2 separate regions of the Bos taurus genome follow, and region 2 is linked to region 1. The links are chromatin contacts, called in public Hi-C maps. All regions are on one chromosome and are shown on one strand. Each heading gives the region's core, a stretch centred on a gene start, on an enhancer-like site or on the middle of the called end of the contact. The rest is flanking DNA. Distances are from core to core; before and after follow the strand shown.

What was found. Hi-C and Micro-C count contacts between places; a contact is called where the count stands out from the background.
Region 2: a contact with region 1 is called in a Hi-C map of an unstated tissue, with 4 times the contacts expected there. The contact joins two enhancer-like sites. A contact is called at or near these places in 3 of 11 Hi-C or Micro-C datasets (skeletal muscle, skin fibroblasts and an unstated tissue).

Annotation. Positions count from the first base shown.
Region 1 is chr29:45,060,792-45,066,746 of ARS-UCD2.0, forward strand. No RefSeq gene overlaps it. Among named protein-coding and RNA genes, the nearest start is that of KDM2A, 24 kb to the right of the region's middle. Within about 2 kb of position 1,835, at least 5 of the 102 cell types and tissues checked have an H3K27ac peak or open chromatin away from gene starts, as enhancers often do.
Region 2 is chr29:45,126,452-45,132,267 of ARS-UCD2.0, forward strand. The region is part of intron 2 of KDM2A (lysine demethylase 2A); the gene reads left to right. Among named protein-coding and RNA genes, the nearest start is that of TRNAS-GGA, 28 kb to the right of the region's middle. Within about 2 kb of position 1,735, at least 5 of the 102 cell types and tissues checked have an H3K27ac peak or open chromatin away from gene starts, as enhancers often do.

The DNA of each region.
Region 1 (5,955 bases), core at 585-3,084:
CTGCATTGGCAGGCGGGTTCTTTACCATTGTGCAACCTGGAAAGCCTTCATATTACACTTGATTTTAGCCAAAAGGTCAAGAAGGGATGGGAGAAGTTAATGATTAATGATGATATACTGCCCACAAGTATGTAGATGACACAACCTTAAGGCAGGAAGGGAAGAGGAACTAAAAAGCCTCTTGATGAAAGTGAAAGAGGAAAGTGAAAAAGCTGTCTTAAAACTCAACATTTAAAAAATGAAGATCACGACATCTGGTCCCATCACATCATGGCAAATAGATGGGGAAACAGTGGAAAATAGTGAAAGACTTCATTTCCTTGGGCTCCAAAATCACTGCAGATGGTGACTGCAGCCATGAAATTAAAAGACGCTTGTTCTTTGGAAGAAAAGCTATGATCAACCTAGACAGCATATTCAAAAGCAGAGACATTACTTTGCTGACCAAGTCCATCTAGTCAAAGCTATGTTTTTTCCAGTAATCATGTATGGATTTGAGAGTTGGACCATAAAGAAAGCTGAGTGCCAAAGAACTGATGCTTTTGAACTGTGGTGTTAGAGAAGACCCTTGAGAGTCCCTTGGACTGCAAGGAGATCCAACCCGTCAATCCTAAAGGAAATCAGTCCTGAATATTCATTGGAAGGACTGATGCTCAAACTAAAGCTCCAATACTTTGGCCACCTGATGCGGAGAACTGACTCATTGGAAAAGACCCTGATGCTGGGAAGGATTGAAGGCGGGAGGAGAAGGGGATGACAGAAGATGAGATGGTTGGATGGCATCACTGATTCAATGGACATGAGTTTGAGCAAGCTCCAGGAGTTGGTGAACAACAGGGAAGCCTGGCGTGCTGCTGTCCATGGGGTTCCAAAGAGTCGGACACGACTGAGCAACCGAACTGACTAACTGCCCACAAGGATGTAGATCCCAACCAGGTGGATCTGAAGGTTGAAAATGCGGACTCCTGCTGACCTCACCACCAAGCCATCAGAAGAGTGTCCAGGAGCTGATCACACCCTCTTAGAACAATTTCTATAAAACTTGTCACTATCTTCCCCAAGTGGGGATATTTAAAGGGCATGAGCCCACTGTGTCATCCTTTGCCTGGCAATGCAATAAAGTTATCCTTTTCTACTTCACCCAAAACCCCGACCCTGAGATTTGATTCAGCACGGGTGCACAGAGAAGCTGAGCTTGTAGCATCACTTAACACCAGCTACTGAGGGATCTTTGTGGGTGGGAATGCTGCTCCATGTCTCCCACCACTCCAGTCACCCAGGACTGTTTAGGGCTCACCTTGAACACCCCCTTTGGGGGGCCACTCTCTACCAGCTCCCAGTGCTCCCAGCAACCCTAATGGCTCAGAGAGTAAAGAATCCGTCTGCAATGTGGGAGCCCTGGGTTCGATCCCTGGGTTGGGAAGATCCCCTGGAGAAGGGAATGGCATCCCACTCCAGTATTCTTGCCTAAAGAATTCCATATTTGGGCTTCCCTGGTGGCTCAGATGGTAAAGAATCCACCTGCAATGCAGTAGCGCTGGGTTCAATCCCTGGGTTGGGAAGATCCCTGGAGAAGGGAATGGCTACCCACTTCAGTATTCTGGCCTGGAGAATTCCATGGACAGAGGAACCTGCCAGGCTATAGTCCATGGGGTCGCAGAGTCAGACAGGACTGGGCAAATTTCACTTTCACTTTTCAAGGGTTCTCTTAACAGAGAAGTGAGGAATGCAAAGCTCCTTGGGATTCAAATCTCCAGGAATTCCATGATCTCAACTGCTGCAATACACCAACCCCCTTTCTGCCCCCAGCAGCCTTCCTGGAGCTCTCCGGTCCACTGAGTGCCCCGCCTCTCAACATCTGAGCTGTGCTGCCAGGCTCAGGGCTCACTGACCAACAGAGGAAGCACTCGGTGGGGGGGGGGAGGGGGGCGGGAGCAGCAAAGCAGAGGCACCAGGGTGAAAAAGGAAAGGAAGGAAATAGGGAAGGAAGGGAGGGAAGCGAGAGAGAATGAACAATTTGGGAAATAATTTTATTTTTATAACAAAAATTAATCAAAGCACTTTGCCTCCATGATCTTCCTTCCCTAACCTAATCATGAGAAAAAACACCAGTGGACAGATATTTCATAAGCTATCTGAGAGGTTGTCCTCAAAACTGCCAAGGTCATCAAAAATGAGGAAACTCTGAGAAACTGCAACACAGAGGAGCCCAAGGAGATAGGAAAACCAAGAATTCCCTGGCAATCCAGTGGTTAGGACTCCACAATTTTACTGCCAAGGACCCAGGTTCAGTCCCTGGTTGGGGAACTAAGATCTCATAAACTGCAAAGTGCACAGCGTGGCCAAAAAAAAAAAAAAAAAGCAAGCCAAACGTGTGGTGTGCTGGATGAGACCCTGGGATAGAAAAAGATAAAAAGAAAAGGTAAAAACTGATATATTAGGTATTGCTGCTGCTGCTGCTAAATCGCTTCAGTCGTGTCGGACTCTGTGCGACCCCATAGACGGCAGCCCACCAGGCTCCCCCGTCCCTTGGATTCTCCAGGCAAGAACTCTGGAGTGGGTTGCCATTTCCTTCTCCAATGCAGGAAAGTGAAAAGTGAAAGTGAAGTCGCTCAGTCATGTCCGACTCTTAGCGACCCCATGGACTGCAGCCCACCAGGCTCTTCTGTCCATGGGATTTTCCAGGCAAGAGTACTGGAGTGGGGTGCCATTGCCTTCTCCTATATTGCTGCTAAGTCACTTCAGTTGTTTCCGACTCTGTGAGACCCCATAGACGGCAGCCCACCAGGCTCCCCCGTCCCTTGGATTCTCCAGGCAAGAACTCTGGAGTGGGTTGCCATTTCCTTCTCCAATGCAGGAAAGTGAAAAGTGAAAGTGAAGTCGCTCAGTCATGTCTGACTTTTAGCGACCCCATGGACTGCAGCCTACCAAGCTCCTCCGTCCATGGGATTTTCCAGGCAAGAATACTGGAGTGGGTTGCCATTGCCTTCTCCGTCTCCTATATTAGGTATTAGATATTAGGTAAAACTAAGGAAATCTGCTAATGTATCAGTGTTGGTTCATTGAAGTGAAGTGAAGTTGCTCAGTCGTGTCCGACTCTTTGCAACCCCATGGACTGTAGCCTACCAGGCTATGCAGTCCATGGGATTTTCCAGGCAAGAATACTGGAGTGGGCTGCCATTTCCTTCTCCAGGGGATCTTCCCAACCCAGGGATCGAACCCGGGTCTCCTGCATTGCAGACAGATGCTTTACCGTCTGAGCCACCAAATGTAACAAATGCACCTTATATTTGTACAGACAAATATAAGGTGCTAACGGGGGAAAACAAGATGCAAGTGTAAATAAAATTCTCTGTATGATCTTATTCTTTGTTAATATAACATACAGTTTCTAAAATAAAAAGGTTATTTAAAAATTAGTCCAGGACATCCCTGATGGTCCAGTGGTTAAGAATCCGCCTTCCAATGCAGGGGACACGGGTTCAATCAGTGGTTGGGGAACTAAGATTCCTCGTGCCATGGGGCAACTAGGCCCAAGTGGCACAACTACTGAGCCCTGACACTCTGGAGCCTGCTCGCCACAAGTGGAGAGAAGCCCATCCCGAATGCCGCAACAGAGACCATCCCACCAGTGGCTCTTGCATTGCCCCGCTCCGTCTTCAGCCCAGCTGCAGAAATTCTCCAGGGTTCCCCCATCCTACCTGGCTTTGCCTGAAATTCTTCTCTCACCTCCACCACAATGCCCCATGCCAGGGCCCAGCCTCATGCACAGGTGACCAGAGACCACTGCCCCGTAAGGCTGATCTGGATAGAATTTTGGCCAGAGGCAGAAGGAGGCTAATTGTGGTTCTGGAGAAGACTCTTGAGAGCCCCTTGGATAGCAAGGAGATCTAACCAGTCAATCCTAAAGGAAATCAACCCTGAATATTCATTGGTAGAACTGATGCTGAAGCTGAAGCTCTAATACTTTGGCCATCTGATACGAAGAGCCAATTCATTAGAAAAGACCCTGATGCTGGGAAAGATTGAAGGCATGAGAAGGGAGTGGCAGAAGATAAGATGGTTGGATGGCATCACTGACTCGATGGACACGAGTTTTAGGAAACTCTGGGATATAGTGAAGGACAGGGAAGCCTGGTGTCAGTCCGTGGGGGTTGCAAAGAGTTGGACACAACTTAGCGACTGAACAACAAATAGGGAGGCTGTAGCCAGGTGGTCCGGGGATCAGGGCCGCTTCTGGCCGGTGGATAGCTGTGTCTTATTGTCTTGTCCCCAGCAGATGCCCTGGCCTCCCTGACAGGAGCCCTGCAGTTTGTGCCCTGCCCTGGCAGGCCTTTGATACCTGCATAATCCTTTCTGCTGAGGAGGCCCGCTATGGGGTGTGAAGAGGGGCCAGTGAGCTGGAAGAGCCTTGGGAGCAGCTCCGCTGGACACCCAGAGACCCTGGGAGGAGTGAACTGGTGTCCTGGGCCCTTAAAAACCAGGGTCACTCAGGCAGGCCGTCAGCCCAGGGGCGGGGCCGTGCCCTGGGACTCCGAATTGAGTTCACTGGGACCAAGGGCTTAGATGTGATTCCAAACTGTGTTTGGATAACTGACTGACCCTGACTCCTGGGCCAAGGGAACTTGGGCTCTGGCAGACCTGGCACAGCGAGAGTGAGAATGTGTGAGCAAACCCATTAGGGGTTGTTTACCTCTCCATTGTCTGAAGCCAGTGTCTGTTTGTTTAAACTTCAGGAGGTCTCTTGCGGGTTCATTTGGGTCTTTGCTGCAGTTGGGAACTTGAATTTCACAAGTATGTGTGAATTACACCCATCTTATCTGTCTTGCCTGAAAGTAGAGCAGTTCGGGCTTTAGACAGTCCACAGGCATTCAATAAATATTGTTTGTACTGAGGGATGTCAGCAGGGGTGTCACCAAGCCTCTGGGACCTGCCCTCAGCCATTTTGCCATCTAGGTTGGACAGGGGGGTTTGCTCAGACCCTGATGGTTAGTCTTTAGGGGCTCTCAGCTGAAAGAATATGGGTCCCCCGCCCTGGCATAGGTAATAGAGTATCCAGCAAGTCCAGGGCTTCCCTAGTGGCTCACACGGTAAAGAATCTGCCTGCAATGCAGGAGACTCAGGTTTGATCTCTGGGTGGGGAAGATCCCCTGGAGAAGGAAATGGCTAGCCCACTCCAGTAGAGGAGCCTGGCGGACTGCAGTCCATGCCTCAGTCCATGACTGAAGCAACAAGGCGGCAGCAGCCAACTCTGAGGATTTATCCAGGCATCAACTTTGATTAATTTAAATATATATATATATATATATATATATATATATATATATATCTTTAACTGATGTTGAAGCTGAAGCTCCATTACTTTGGTCATCTGATGCGAAGAGCTGACTCATGGGAAACGAGCCCTGTTGCTGGGAAAGATGGAAGGCAACAGGAGAAGGGGGCAGCAGAGGATGAGAGTGTTAGAAAGCACCAGCGACTCAGTGGACATGAGTTTGAGCAAGCTCCAGGAGATAGTGAAGGACAGAGGAGCCTGTGGCTCGCTGCAGTCCATGGGCACGACAAGAGTCAGACATGACTTAGCGACTGAACAATGACGATGATACATCTATGGATTTGGTTGCATCAGGTCTTTACTGCGGCTTGCGGGATCTTTTGTTGCGGTGCTCTGGCTTCTCTCTAGTTGCTGCGTGTGGGCTCCAGAGCACGTAGGCTTAGTTCCAGGGCGCAGGTTTGTTGCCCCGCAGCACGTGGGATCTCAGCTCCCTGACCAGAGATTGAACCTGCGTCGCCTGCGTTGGAAGGTGGATTTTTAACCACTGGACCAAAGGGAACTCCCTGAACCCCCTTTGGGGCATCTGCTCCAGTCACATAAGCTGCCTGAGACTCGAAGACAAGCCTGCCCTGTTGCCCCACCTCCTTCCTCTCCTCCCTTAGAGGCAGCTTCCGCTCCAG
Region 2 (5,816 bases), core at 485-2,984, 66 kb after region 1:
CTTAATGCATATCACATTAATGGTAATACTGTAATTTACTTACATGTCTGTCTCCCCCTACTGGCCAGAAATCTTAGCACTAGACTGTGCCTTTTATCTTTGTATGCAGAGCATCTGGCTTTAACTCCATAATGAGTGCCCTGTTTTATGAATGAGTAAGTGTTCAAATAATTTTTATATCACAAACACATGTACACACATAGAAAGGTGGTAGGCAGTGATTCATCTACATATGTACCTGCCCCATTGTGTGATCTTACAGTAATATCGGGTTTTCAAAAATATGGAAAGAAAGAAAATGAGAACAACACCTTCAAGCTTAGTTGATTTTTAGGATATATATGTAGTCATACTTTTGTGAAGGGGACCAGTTGAGAACCTGAGCTTGCTTCTTTCTTTGAAGATGTATAAGAGCTTATTAAGCACTTATCAAGTAGGGATTTGGTGTGTGTTGGAAAGGTTCAGATGTAATCTGTATCGCTTTATAAATTGATAAAAAGATGCCCCCAAACTTTTTCTTTAAAGCAGTATCATGATGTGGGACATGAAAATACACTTGTTACTTGGCTTCTTATACCGTCAGCAGCAAAGAGGCTGTGTAATTAAAACTTTTCTCTAAGGTAGTGAGGTAGATCTGCCTCAGATCAGAACTTAGAGACAGTAGGAAATGTGAATCTTGGTTTAAAAAAAAAATGTTGGCAACGTCATCTTTACAGAAAGTGTGTGATAAATGTCCCTGACTACAAATATAGAGAATGAAAACAAATTTTAATTAGCATATATAATAAACGTACTAGGTTCAAAGCACTCTTTGATGTAAAGTAGTCTGTGGTTAGAAATTGCAATATTTTTATTTCAGCCAAAATAACTGAATGTCCAGGAAGTTAAGTAAAAGCTAGAATTAGAAGTTAGGATTGGTGAAATGTTAAATAACATTTAAAGGAAATGTTGTATCCCTTAGCACGTATCAGAAACCTCCCTCCCTTGGGAAGATATTTTGCTGATCTTTGTACCAGGCATGGTGTTCTGGTTTATAGACTGCTTCGTTGTCAACAGCCCCACCACTTCACCTCCTTGCTCTGCCAGAGCCATTTCATTTGTCTGGGATCTCCTCCTGTGACAGTTATTTCAGCTGCCCCAAGCCCCTGGTCTGGCCAGAGTTCGTTGCTTAGTGATTTCAGTAGTAGAGAGAGTAGTGGTTAAGACCACAGGTTTTAGAATTGGGTTCCAGTCCCAGCTGTACCACTTAATAGCTTTGTAACTTGGGCAGGTTACTTCTGTCCTTCATTTGCCTTTTGTCATACAAAAGAGAGGATAGTATCCTTACATGTGTTAATACATGCAGAATGCTTGTTACAGTACTTGGCACATAGTCAACACTGGAATGTTAACTGCTGTTACTACTGTTGCTTTGTCCTGGCATCATAGTTCACCTTCAAAGCAGTAGCCCTTCTGGGTGTCATTAATTAAAAAGCAACTGCCTTTTCATACTTTATACAATTTCTTCATTCTCTTGACTCCTTTGATCCCTTGGGGAATGGTAATTGCCTAAGCTCTCCAGAAATAACTGCCTTAACATCTGGTTGATTGAGATACACGGAGATTTGTTTAATATGGGGGCGGCGGTGCGTGGGCAGGACAGGAGGATGATGTGGAAGTCCCTTGGAGGGCTGTCCTGCCAACCCACCACTCGTGCCTCTCAGTGTCCCTGGTCAGGACAGAGGTGGGGCTATGGGTCAGCAAAATGTGAACACAGTATAAGGTAAGAGAGAGCAAGGCTGAGAATCAGGTGGTGAGGACTTTATTGTAGAGCACAGAGGGACCTTGTATTATTTACCTCCAAGGGAAAATTAGGATCTAGAGAGGTTAAATGATTCACTTAACTGCCTAAGATCACACAGTAAAGTGTCTGTAGTAGAATTGACAAGGGATAAGCTCTCCCTTTAGATAGTTCAGCTTTCTTGTTTTTCTGTTTTCTAAAAGGGTAAACTTAGGTCAGTTTTACCTTTCTTCTTTGTAAAATAATTCCACCATATTTCCTGATTCTCAGAAGTTACCGTAGGCAAAACCTATTTGATATAAAATGAAGGAATTATACAGTGACTCTTAAAGGGAGATTTTTGATATATTGCATTATTTTTAGAAATTGTAAGATATTTGCAACAAAACTTGCCATTCTAACCATTTTAAGCAAATTAATTCAGTGGTGTTAATTCAGAGTATTGTGCTGCCATCATTACTGTTTCCAAAACAAAATTACCCCAGATAGAAATTGTATAATCGTAAAACTGTAACTTCCCATTCCTCCTCCCCCCAGCCCCTGGTAATCTCTAATCTCTTTCTGTCTCTATGAATTTGTCTACTTTAGGTACCTCATAAGTGGAATCATACAATATCTTTTTGTCTGACCTGTTGCACTTAGCATAATGTCTTCAGGGTTTACCCATGTTGCTGCACGTGTCAGATCTCCATTTCATTTTATAGCTGAATAATATTTTGTTGTATATATAAATACTACATTTTATCTGTCAATGGAAATTTGGGGCTGTTGCCATCTTTTTTTTTTTTGACCATCAAAAAAAACAATTTTGGCATTATGAACACTGGTGGTGTAGTGTCTGAGTCCCTGCTTTTGGTTGTTTTCTTTTGGTTCTAGAAGTAGAATTACTGGGTCATATGGCAATTCTGTGTTAAATTTTTTGAGGAATTGCTGTACTTCTTTTTCACACAGGCTGCAACCAGCAATGCATAAGCGTTCTAGTTCCCCACTTCCTTGATAACTCTTGTTATTTTGTGGGGTTTTTTTTTTGTTTTTTGTTTTTTCTTTTTTGGTGATAGGAATCTCAATGGATGTGAAGTAGTATCTCACTATGGGTTTGATTTGTGGTGATGTTTGGCATCTTTTCCAGTGCGTATTGACCATTTGGGTGTCTTCTTTGGAGAAATTCCTATTAAGTCCTTTGCCCATTTTTGAATCGGGTTGTTTCTTTTGTTGTTGAATTGTAAGAGTCCTTTATATATGCTAGATCCCATGTCAGATGTATGGTTTGCAGGTATTTTCTCCTACGGTTTCTTTTCACTCTGTTGATAGTGTTTTTTGTACAAATTTTACAAATTTTGATGAAGTCCAGTTTACCTGTTTTTTTTTCCTTTTGCTTTTGATGTCATTAAAAAAAAATCCTCTTTAAAGCTAATGCTGTGAAGATTTTCCCTTGTTTACTTCTAAGAATTTTATAGTTTTAGCTGTTATGTTGAGGTCTTTGATGTGTTTTGAGTTAATTTTTTGTACTAAATGAAATGGTTTAAGGTAAAGGTCTAACACATTCTCTTGCAGGCAGATACCTAGTTTCCCTTGCATCGTTTGTTGAAAATGTTTTTAATCTTAATAAACTTAAGTCTTACAGCTACGTGTGGCTAGCAGCTAACATTTTGGACAGCTCAGATCTAGCTGATCGTTTAATTTTTCTCCTTTAATCTGTTAATGTGGTGAATGACATTAGTCGATGGAGTGGAAATTCTCAGAACTAACAGACTGCTTTTGCGTTTCTGGCACAGCATGGTGGTTCCTGATACTTAAGAGCTTTTTTTAGTCACTTATCTATGTGTCCTTTCGTATCAAGTCAACTGAAATGGCGATGAAAATTTAGAAAAAAATTGTGCTTTCTCAAAAAATGTTATTACGCAAGATTTGGTCTGTGTCAGACTTTATTCTTATATCGTAAAAATACATTGCTTTACTTAAATATGTGCATTGTATTAACCTTTTTTCTGTTACAGACTGCCCATCATTATTTTGTATTGAGATAGAATTCATATGCTATTCAATTCACTCTTTTAAAGTGTACAACTCAGGGAGTTCCCTGGTGGTCCAGTGGCTAAGACTCCACATTCCCAGCACAGGGGGCCTGGGTTCAGTCTTGTTCAGGGAACTAGATCCACATGCCACCACTAAGAGCTCGCATACCGCAACAAAGAGTGAAGATGCCACATACTGCAATTCAGACCCAACGCAGCCAAATATTTTTTTAAATAATAATAAAGTGCACAATTCAGGAGTTTTTAGTAGATCTACAAAATTGTGAAAACATTCAAGTCGATCAGTCGTGTCCAACTATTTGGGACCCCATGGACTGAAGCCTACCAGGCTCCTCCATCCACGGAATTTTCCAGGCAAGAGTACTGGAGTGGGTTGCCATTTCCTTCTCCAGGGGATCTTCCCAACCCAGGGATCGAACCCAGGTCTCCCGCGTTGTAGGCAGATGCTTTCTTTACGGTCTGAGCCACCAGGGAAGTCCTCTGTGAAAACATTACTAGTATCTAATTCTAAAATATTTTCATTACCCCAGTACACATTAGCAGTTACTCCCCATCTCTCTTCTCTCCAGCCTATGTCTTTATAGATTTGCCTATTCTGTACATCAGATAAAGGCAATCATAAAATGTATGGTCTTTTGTAATTAGCTTATTTCACTTAGTGTTTTTGTCGAAGTTCATCTGTGGTTGCAGCATTTCTCAGTACTTCACTCCCTTGTATTATTGCTTAACTATATTCCATTGTATGGATATATTGCTCAGTCCCTAAGTTGTGTCCAACTCTTTGCCACCCCATGGACTGCAGCACTCCAGGCTTCCCTGTCCTTCACCATCTCCCTGAGTTTGCTCAAACTTACTTCCATTGAGTCAGTAATGTCATTCAACCATCTCATCCTCTCTCGCCCTCTTCTCTTGCCCTCAATCTTCCCCAGCATCAGGGTCTTTTCCAGTGAGTCAGCTCTTTGCATCAGGTGGCCAAAGTATTGGAGCTCCAGCTTCAGCACCAGTTCTTCCAGTGAATATTCAGGGTTGACTTACCACAGTTCAAAAGCATCAGTTTTTTCAGCTCTCAGCCTCCTTTATGATCCAACACTCACATCCATACATGACTGCTAGAAAAACCATAGCTTTGACTACACAGACCTCTGTTGGCAAAATGATATCTCTACTTTTTAATACACTGTCTATGTTTGTCATAGCTATTCTTCCAGGGAGCCAAGCATCTTTTAATTTCAAGTGTGGCTGCAGTCACCGTCTGCATTGATTTTGGAGCCCAAGAAAATGAAATCTGACAGTTTCCACATTTTCCCCATCTATTTGCCATGTAGTTATAGGACCAGATGCCATGATCTTCACTTTTTGAAAGTTGAGTTTTAAACCAGCTTTTTCACTCTCGTCTTTCACCTTCATCAAAAGGCTCTTCAGAACCTCTTCACTTTCTGCCATTAAAGTGGTATCATTTGCATATTTGAGGTTATTGATATTTCTCCCCACAATCTTGATTCCAGCTTGTACTTCATCCAGCCCAGCATTTCTCATGATATACTCTGCATATAAGTTAAATAAGCAGTGTGACAATATACAGCCTTCAAGTACTCCTTTCCCAATTTTGAACCAATCCATTGTTCCATGTCTAGTTGTAACTGTTGCTGCTTGTCCTGCATATAGGTTTCTCAGGAGGCAGGTAATGTGGTCTGGCACTCCCATCTTATTAAGAATATTCCCACAGTTTGTTTTGATCCACACAATCATAGGCATTACCATAGTCAGTGAACCAGAAGTAGATGTTTTTTTTGAAATTCCCTTGCTTTTTCTATGATTTTGACAGATGCTGGTAATTTGATCTCTGATTCCTCTGCCTATTCTAAATCTAGCTTGTACAGCTGGAAGTTCTTGGGTCACGTACTGCTGAAGCCTAGCTTGAAGGATTTTGAGCATAATCTTGCTGGCATGTGAAAGAAGTACAATTGTGTGATAATTTGAGCTTTCTTTGGTATTGCTTT